Linked DNA regions of Mus musculus: region 1 is linked to region 2. The links are chromatin contacts, called in public Hi-C maps. All regions are on one chromosome and are shown on one strand. Each heading gives the region's core, a stretch centred on a gene start, on an enhancer-like site or on the middle of the called end of the contact. The rest is flanking DNA. Distances are from core to core; before and after follow the strand shown. Region 1 overlaps Gm38469 (spidroin-2). Region 2 has its middle 6.5 kb from the start of Gm6961.

Evidence for each region. Hi-C and Micro-C count contacts between places; a contact is called where the count stands out from the background.
Region 1: a Hi-C map of muscle stem cells shows a contact between it and region 2, with 2.0 times the contacts expected there. The contact joins two enhancer-like sites. A contact is called at or near these places in 2 of 15 datasets of contacts at CTCF or cohesin (large pre-B cells and stem cell-derived epiblast-like cells), 15 of 484 Hi-C or Micro-C datasets (the C2C12 cell line, CD4 T cells, the HL-1 cell line and 10 more) and 1 of 115 datasets of contacts at active chromatin or transcription factors (embryonic stem cells).

The regions. Positions count from the first base shown.
Region 1 is chr15:96,132,746-96,137,965 of GRCm38.p6, reverse strand. Gm38469 (spidroin-2) reads left to right here. Exons shown (of 3, transcript XM_011245785.3): 2 at 1,038-1,157; 3 at 2,438-3,149. Among named protein-coding and RNA genes, the nearest start is that of 2610037D02Rik, 63 kb to the left of the region's middle. Within about 2 kb of position 2,640, at least 25 of the 459 cell types and tissues checked have an H3K27ac peak or open chromatin away from gene starts, as enhancers often do. A contact at or near this core is called in muscle stem cells, where this site is marked.
Region 2 is chr15:95,755,713-95,760,429 of GRCm38.p6, reverse strand. No RefSeq gene overlaps it. Among named protein-coding and RNA genes, the nearest start is that of Gm6961, 6.5 kb to the right of the region's middle. Within about 2 kb of position 3,094, at least 92 of the 459 cell types and tissues checked have an H3K27ac peak or open chromatin away from gene starts, as enhancers often do. A contact at or near this core is called in muscle stem cells, where this site is marked.

The DNA of each region.
Region 1 (5,220 bases), core at 1,391-3,890, 380 kb before region 2:
TTTTTCTTTTTTTCTTTTTTTGAAAGCTGGCTTATATGCTTTAACTCCAAATTTCTGTTATTCTTTAAAGTGACCCTTTAGAAGGTTCCGGAAGTATTTGGGCATGCGTGTTTTCAGGCACGCTCGAGCGCCTCACATAGCAGCTATGCTTAGAACGAGAACCTTGCTGTGGTCATGGTATCTCAACGTGAGCAGAGTCCCAGGCTTTGGGGCCTCCACAGGGGTTGCGGTGCTCTGGTTTGATGTTGATATTTGCACTGCGAACACGCCCACCGGTGTAAACACCACCGATGACATCATCTGAAGGGACCAGAGGAGTGTCCGGAGCGCGCTCCTTCCTCCGGATCTACTAACAACTTAAAAACAAACCACGAGAAGTCATCTGGAAAAGAGTAATAATAGTTTACACTAGAAACCAGGGCAGTGGTAGAGACAGATGCTTCTCAGAGTGAACCCGAAGCTGGTGTCTAATGTTTCTTGACTATGATCAAGAGATTGTCTTTGATTGTAACGGAAAGAGTTGGTTTTGGTTTTGTTTGGTTTTTATATGAAAATACCAGATCCTGTCTTGGGGATAGGAAACTGAACATTCTCTGGGATGTAAGAAGTTCAGAGAGACCTCAGGGAAGCCTGGCCTTCCAGGTCAGCAGTGTGCTCTGTGGAGATGCTCACCGCCCCCCACCCCCACGTTCTCGCCTCTCCCCAACTCTTTCTCTGAAAAATTCCATAGTACTCACCATTTCCTATGATAAATACAATCAATGTTTGTGTAGGATTATCTCCAGGCAATATGGATCATGATATACATCAAAGAAATAACGTTTGAGTATACATTTGGGGTTCATCCCCCAAATATATCATTAGACATTATGCTAATAACCCCAAATCTAAATAAAAAAATCTAAATCCGAAACACTTCTATCTCAAGCATCTCAGATAAAGGGATTTTGTTTGTTTGTTTGTTTGTTCTGTTTTGTTTTAACCTGAATGCTCTGCCTGCACATTTTAATACTAGCTTACAATTATTTCTCTTTCAGTATTTTCTTTATCCCTGTTTGCACGGAGCAGCCTGACTCCCTGCATTTTCCGACCAGGAATTCTTGCCAGGTCAGTAGGTGTGGGAAGGGCCAGGATGGCAGACTGGAAGCTACTTGAAGGTAGGCTGTTCCTCTTATTCTGTAGCTCTTTTAGAGATCATGCTGGTTGATAGATACTGATAAGAGAGAAAGGATGCTTTGGAGGGAAGAGAAGAAAGAGGAAGGGAGGGAGGGAGGGAAGGAGGGAGGAAGGAAAAAAGGAAGAAGGAAGGAAGGAGTGAAAGCCAGGAAGAGTGTGGGTCTCCAGGATGAAGAGGAAGAAAGAAACACCATTCTGAATGTGTCACCTTCACATACCATTAAGTACAAAACCAGTCGTTGAGAGGCATCACATAAAATGTCACAGGATGAAAAGCAAGTAGAGAATTGCAACAATGTTACAATAAAAAGGAAGGGGGGGGGGCTAGGGGAGGGCTGGTGAGATGGTTCAGTGGGTAAGAGCACTGACTGCCCTTCCAAAGGTCCTGAGTTCAAATCCCAGAAACCACATGGTGGCTCACAACCACCCATAATGAGATCTGATGCCCTCTTCTGGTGCATCTGAAGTCAGCTACAGTGTACTTACGTATAATAATAAATAAATCTTTAGGTCAGAGCGAGCAGAGGTCCTAAATTCAATTCCCAACAACCAGGCGAAGACCCACAACTATCTGTACAGCTACAGTGTGTATTCACATACATAAAATAAATAAATAAATAAATCTAAAAAAAAAAAAAAAGGGACAACAGAAGTCTACTTTCTTTTCCTAGAGGACATCATCAAAAGTGGCAGCCAGTTTCCACCACAGAGCCCTCAGGGCAAGCCAGAGACACCAGCCTGTTGTAGGTGAAGCACAGGTCTGAACTAGGTCTGATGGAATGGTTACCCCAGACGTAACCACCTGGCTTCCTTATCCACCTGGTGCAGCTGGCTGACTCATTCTCCTCTCTCGAGAAAGTGACCTAGTGAAGATAGCCGAGAAGCACTAGACGAAATTATCTGTGTGTGGGTGGGGGAAGGGTGGTGAGGTGGGCGAGGGGTAGGAGGGGGAGGGAAGGGGTGAGAGGGCGGGGGAGGGGTGAGAAGGCAGCTGGAGGGGGGTGTCAGAGGGGTGGGGGAGGCAGTAGGCTGGAGAGGTCTGTAGGAAGGGTGGTCAGTCCAGCCCCTGCAACTGAGCTGACCTAGCAAACAGTTTGAAACCCACAGAGCAGGTAGGGACAGGGAAAGAAAGCCGGTTTTGAGAAAACCCTAGGTGAGCGCAGCCCTGGGAGAATCTGATAAGGACTAGGAACTTCGAGCTGGGTAAGAACGGGAAAGAATGTCCAAGGACCTGTTGAAATCTACGCGCTCTTGTATTTAGCTGTATACCCTTAACCGGGTTTGAAAAAATGGGGATGACCTTTCTGCGGGGACAGCACACACATGGAGCAAGACAGCTGCCGGGCAGACACGTGAAGGAATGTTCAGACACACACATGCTCCAAAAGAGATGTTCCTGGGAACAATGAGATGCTTGTTTCAACTGAAATTAACTGAGAGAGGAAAGAGGGTGCCCAGCACCCGCTCCGGGTGTGTTGAAAGAAGCGCTGGTGTGGAGCTGGAGGGCAGGCAAACAGCCTGCTGTGTGAAGCCTTGCATCCGTCAACAAATTTATTCATTCCCTTTGGCCCATGCTGTTCCAAGCACCTCACTTGAAGAAGTAGCTGGAGATGTAAATAATTGTGAGCGCTAAAAAGAGGTTTATAGTCTGTTGTCCTTCACTGTGTTTAATACGTCAAATGTCTGACGGTAGTGGCCAAGTGAATGGCCACTTGCTGCTGCAGTTGTCATCTGCAGCCATTGCAACTTAAAAATCGACAGAGCTTATAAACTGCAAATACTGATATAACCGTGTTTAGCAACATAAACATTTGTATCAATTATGTGGAAAAATGCAAAAAAAAGGGTTGAAGGTAATGTGTCAATATGTAACAGTTGTGCGTGCTTGGGTTATAGACATTTTTCTTTAAAAAAAAACTTTTTCTTAGTAATCGTTTTAAGTTTTCCAAATAAATTAAAAATATATAAATGAATGCTCTTGAAGGTTTTATTTTATTTTATTTGTGTGTATGTGTGTGTTTTAAATTACTGGCGTTGTTCATCAACTTCAGAGTCACCAGAGAAATCAGACGTAATAAACTTTTTACTTTATTTATTTAGTTAGCATATGATGGGCGCATGTGTAGGGTGTTCATGGAAGTCAGAGGCAATCTTGTGGAATCAGTGCTCTCCTACCACGTGTCTCCCAGGGACAGAATCCGGCCCTCGGGCTTGGTGGTGAGCTCTTTATCTCCTGAATCATCCAGGAGGGCCCTGATAGAATGAGTTTTGTAGCTACAATATTTTAAAGTTCGAATTTGTTATAAATAACAAATAAGTAAATAACGCGTGCTAGGAAGAATAATGGCCTGTCTGAGAAGCTCGTGCCTCAGTCCCCAGCGCTTGTCACGATGCTAAGTCTCCCAGCAAAGCGAAGATGTTTCAGATGGAATTGGCGTTCCTAGCTGGGTTTTTAGGTGCCAGGACAACAAAGATCCTGTTATATTTGGATGTACCATGCCCCTCTTTTGATAGATTAGTTATGACTAACACTTGGCCTGCAGCTGGTCATGCTGGTTTGGAAAGTGTGAATTGCTGGGACATGGCGACTCCACTGGCTTGCAAAGGTCACCAAGGGTCAGCCTGGATGGATATCTGGTTCCCGTCAGGGTCTCTGCTTACTGATTGGTGCTTTGTGAGAAGCCACGAATAAAGATAGAACCACCGCAGGCTGGCCTACTATAGCTGTTGGAGGATTGCATACTCTAAGCTCTACACAAACAAGCCCCTCCTCCCTCAGGATAATAAACACGGGTCCTTATAAGTGGAAGATGAAACCTACCGAGAAAACCAGAGAGATTCAGTGGGGTGAAAAGAGTGTGATCCAATATGGTTGGCTATGAAGACTGAGAATACATCCAGAAGCCAAGGACCGTGAGTGCCTGTGGATGATAAGACCGCCAAGAGACTGACACCTCCCTTTTAGCCTGGCGAGGACTATTTTGGATTTTTGACCCTAAGCATTATATAAGGTCTGTGGATTTTTACTGCCTCCATGTGGTGTGTGTGTGTATGTGTGTGTGTGTTTGTTTGCATGTGCACATATATAAGGGTGTACACACATGCCACAGTACACATGAAGGTCATAGGAGAACCTTGGGTGCCCTCACAGAATGCCTCATTGTACACAGGGTCATTTGTCACCACTGTGTAAACCAGGCGAGCTGGTACTCGAGTTTCCCATCTTGCCATAGGAGACTGGGATCACAACCGTGCCCCACCTCGCTTGGCCTTATGTGGGCTCTGCCAATCCAAACTCAGATTCTCATGCTTGAGCAACAACAAATTTCCCGGCGGTTCATCTCTCCAGACTCTTTTGTGTTGTTTTAACCACGACATTCCTCCCTCCATTTTAAAAATATTTACTTTTTAAATTTTATGCTCTTGAAGGTTTTTTTTTCTCTTTCTTTTCGTCTACATGTATATATGTGTAACATGTGTGTGCTTGCTACCACAGAGTCCAGAAGGGAGCACCATATCCCCTAGAAGTGGAGTTAGGGACTATTGTAAGCTACTATTTATTTGGATGCTGGGAACTAAACCTGGGTCCTCTGTAAGTGCAGTTAGTAACCTTAACCACTGAGCCATCTCCCCAGCCACTAGACCACTAAGTTTACAGTAATTCATTATAGCAGCGAAAGGAAATGCACACAAGCCATGATGCCATTTTAGTTCCAGTGAGGGCCCAAGCCATCCTTACATCTACACTTGGTCCCCCATTTTATTACCTGGATCATCTTCTGCCCTCGAAAAGACTTACTGATGCTGGCCCCTGCTCTTCGTGCTTGGAGGGGTTGTCACAATTTCTTGGCCATGTGCCAGCCTTTTCCTGAAGTAAGACATCCATCCTTAAGTTACTCCTGTCAGATCAAAGCTGTGCCTAGTACAGCTGCCTCTAGTACAGTGTTGGCACCACACCCTTAGCCTTCCTCTGCCTGCCTGTGTTTCTGCAAGCTTGGAGCTAAGCCCAGAATTGCTGTACATAGGCACTGGAAACACTGTATT
Region 2 (4,717 bases), core at 1,845-4,344:
TCTTAAAGCAAGTCTTTCCTTCTTACCCTACCATCTTCATCTTTTGTTTTTCAATGAAAAAATTATTCTATTCTTTATTTTCTTCCCCTTTTCCCTCCAGACCTCATGACCTGGTATCTGTCTTCATGGTCTGCTGACATGGTCTGTGATGGTGTCACTGTGGACCATGAAGGTGAGTTGACAAGAGGCTCTGAGAGTAGACACGAGGGTCAATAGGTGCAGATCAGCTTTCAATTCACACCTCTGGCTGCTGTGTGGTCCTGGTGATGTGTTTACATTTTCTCAGTGTTGGATTCCTCCTTGGCGACAGGAATTATTGTGAAGGCTAGATAAGGACACAGTTTGAAGTCTGGCCTTTACTGACATGTGGTAATTGTTACTAATATGATGCAATTTGATGCTTTGATACCCATGTGTGGCGGAGAGTAACGAGTCAGGCTGATTAGCAGTCCCTCATCTCAAATATTTATCAGCTTACGGTATTTTTGACTATCCCCTCTTTTAACCATTTTGAAATATACAGTATGTTATTAATCATAGTCACCTTGCTATGCAATAGAGCTGACTGCGCCATTGAACCAGTGTCTCATGGTAATCAATGCATTATTTGCTATCGCCCACAGCTATTGTGTTAGTCTATTTGTGCTTCTATAACAAAATAACCAAGGCTGAATAATTTATAAACAACAACTGTGTTTATAATATTATTTTCTCCTGGTTTTCTCCCATCCCTTTGAACATTTCTTCTGCACTTTCTCCTGGTCTATAGCTAAAATGCTCTGTTTGGTCACTCTGTATGCACATGTTATTTAAGATTAGATTTAGCAGTGAGAAGTTCCAAGCCTCCCCAAACAATGACGTCAACAAGAAAAAGAATAATTTTCTTCTCAACGTCTGGATGTGGAGAGATCGGTGCTAAGGTGACAACTGTTCACAGAGTTCCTGAAGCTCCTCCTAGTGTGGTCCTTGCTCTGTTCAGCATCCATCTCCAAGGTCACCTGTGCCTTAAGCTCAGTCCTTCAGGTCTGAATTCTCACAGGAAGGGTGCAGAGCAAAGGGCAAAAAGGAGTTGACAGCTGCTTTTGATTGGTCTAGACTAACTCGTATGGCCACTCCTGGCTTCCCTAGGCGTGAGACATGCAGGTTGGCTGGGTTAAAAGGTAAGGATCCTACTGAGCAATCAGATCTACTCACCGGCCTCCATACCATGCCAAAACGCTCCTGGGTGTTATCCATTTTACGACACATGGCATTCACACAACTATCTCCAGAAGTGTACCTGAGCTCTCTAGGGATGTCCTAAGCTGGGTAACTTAAGACACAGATGCTGTCTCACAGTTTGGTATGGTATGTATTCTGTACTGTATATATGTTTACATCTGTATGCATTGGTATGCGCATATATTATATATATGCACATATGTTCTTCTTTCGTAGAATTACCCCACAGGAGAGTCTGATAAAGGGCACATGTGATTTTGATCTGGCCCCCTTAGGGCTGTAACGACAATTTCAGCGTGGATTTGAGGCCCATGCTTTCAGTTCAGAGTGTGCTCTGTTGTGGTATCGTCTCATGCGCTTCTCATGTTCTGTGTGTTGTTCTCACTGTCTCAGACATGATACCCATATTTACCGGATTTTTCAGCATAGTTCTACTATCATATAATTTTGTTTTGTTTTGTTTCTTGTTTTTCAGACAGGCTTTCTCTGGGTAGTCCTGGCTGTCCTAGAACTTGCTCTGTAGACCAGGGCAGCCTTGACTTCAGACATCTACCTGCCCCTGCCTCCCATTTACTGGGCTTAAAAAGGAGTGTGCCCCCACCATCTGGCTATAATTCATTTTTTTTAAAAGATGATTGATATCTTAGATTGCTGAAGTATCAGTGGACGCTCACACATTTGTAAGGATTTGATGTGAAAATTACTAATTGGAGAGACCTGTTTTAGACTCTAAGTTCTCATTGGCTGGACCTCTGAAATATGGCCAATAGACTCGATGCTGGTTTTCCGGTTCTCATCCCTTCCTGAATTGTACTAAGCATGAGGGGGTGTTTATGAGAGGCAGCATGCAGAGCCCTGCCTCGTTCTAGGGTAAGTGAGGTAGCTAACTGATGGCACCAGGCTGGTCTGTGTCCTCTCTTTACCTCCTCCCACACCACAGAGCTTTCACTGCGCAGTTAACACAGATGCCAGCAGCATTTCTTCACAGTCCTCACCCTGTAACCTAGATACACACTTTCTCTAGTCTCAGGTTAACAAGAAAACAAGCAAAAAGTATTACCCAAGGATATGTTGGTATTACCCCAAGCGAAGTCAGCAGACAAGAAATTGAGTCCAGTGTGTAGGACACTATTAGGAATCTAGTTTTTTGTTTTTTTTTTTTTCAGATGAGCATTTCCCCTGAGGATAACTAGCTAGGGTTTTTTCCCCCCATTTTTCTTATATGTATAGGTGTTTTTCATCCATGTATGCATGTGCATTATCTGTGTGCAGTACCCAATGGGGCCAGAAGAAGAAACTGCACCCACTCAGCCTGGAGTTACAGACTGCTACGTGCCACCACGTGGGCACTAAGAATTGAACCTCAGTTCTCTGAAAGAGTAGCCAGTGTTCTTAATCACTGAGCCATCTCTCTGGCTTCTTTCAAGTATTTTTAATCGAATGACAATTTATTTTTCTCTTATTTCTCTAATTTTTATACTACCGTATAATGAAATCATTTATAGTATAAGCCCCTAGCTGGGTTGAGGGGGGCACATCTCAGGAACAGGTCATATATTGGGACCTAACTCTTTTGCTACAAGAGTGTCAAGTGAAGAAGCTCTTAACAGACATTTCTTAAGAGAGTCTAGCCACTGTGTGCAAAGAGCACTTGAGACTCAGTCTGGTTTGCCATCAACCAGGTGTAGAAACACAGCGTTTTGGGCCCATCACTATGGGTCTTCTGTGAAAGGAAGTATGATTACATCTGGGTTTCCTAGCCTTGTTGCTACTGCTGGAAGAAGAGGCCTCAGATACTATCAAACACACTGTTGGGAAGCTGTGAGGCCCACTCTCTGCTGCTCCTCGCAGCTGCTCTGACGGTTGCTGAGTCGGTTGCTTACACAGCTGTTGTAGCTGAGGGCGATCCAGGCACCGTTCCAGCCTTCAAGCTGTTTGTTAGCCCTTAGCAGATGCCTTAGAAGTCCGAGGAAGAGCCTGCTCTATAGTGCAGAAACTCGGTTCTGACCATTCCCAACCACTCGGGCTGCCGACTCTGAGGCCTGCCTTCCTGAGTCACAGAACTTTGCATGTGTGAGATCGAAAGTCAATTTGCTTTTTAGGTTTTAGTTGGGATCCTCTATTCCTGCTCCTTCAACCTAGGATTCTGTTAATATTCTCAAGCCACCCTTCCCTTAGCAAGATTTCAATTTCAGAATTCCCTTAATGTGAAGAACAAAATTCTGGCATGCCCAATTTCTTTTGATAGTTTTGTTTACATTTGGGGACCACAATTCAATTTGTCAAATGTTATTGTGAGAGATATAACAAGAGAAAGATGGATTGTTGGCTGTCATTTCAGACTAGTGCCACATTTAGCCATATCACAAGGACAAGACTATGAGAAGCAGGCTGGGTTTTAGACAGACAAGAAAATTGCCCACAAAACAAACCAGCATTGCTAGGGGGCCCTTAAATGTAATGGCTTTATTGACATCATTTGATATAAGGTAAAGAGTGTGTAAACACGTTTTCATTCTGCCACAACCAAGACAATATGAAGGACTCACACTGTTTATTTCCGTGTCCCTTATGTCAGGCGTGTGCTAGTCATGATGGTGTAGCATGTGAGAGATCATGTTAGGCATGTGCTAGTCATGATGGTGTAGCATGTGAGAGATCATGTCAGGCATGTGCTAGTCATGATGGTGTAGCATGTAAAGGCAACGGACATTGCCCCTGACATGATGGAGCTCACTTCTTTTTTTTTTCTCCATTTTTTATTAGGTATTTAGCTCATTTACATTTCCAATGCTATACCAAAAGTCCCCCATACCCCCCCCTCCCATACCCCTACCCACCCACTCCCCCTTTTTGGCCCTGGCATTCCCCTGTACTGGGGCATATAAAGTTTGCAAGTCCAATGGGCCTCTCTTTCCAGTGATGGCCGACTAGGCCATCTTTTGATACATATGCAGCTAGAGACAAGAGCTCCGGGGTACTGCTTAGTTCATATTGTTGTTCCACCTATAGGGTTGCAGTTCCCTTTAGTTCCTTGGGTGCTTTCTCTAGTTCCTCCATTGGGGGCCCTGTGGTCCATTCAATAGCTGACTGTGAGCATCCACTTCTGTGTTTGCTAGGCCCTGGCATAGTCTCACAAGAGACAGCTATATCTGGGTCCTTTCAGCAAAATCTTGCTAGTGTATACAATGGTGTCAGCATTTGGAAGCTGATCATGGGATGGATCTCTGGATATGGCAATCACTAGATGGTCCATCCTTTCGTCAGAGCTCCAAATTTTGTCTCTGTAACTCCTTCCATGGGTGTTTTGTTTCCTATTCTAAGAAGGGGCAAAGTGTCCACACTTTGGTCTTCGTTCTCTTGAGTTTAATGTGTTTAGCAAATTGTATCTTATATCTTGGGTATCCTAAGTTTCTGGGCTAATATCCACTTATCAGTGAGTACATATTGTGAGAGTTCCTTTGTGATTGGGTTACCTCACTCAGGATGATGCCCT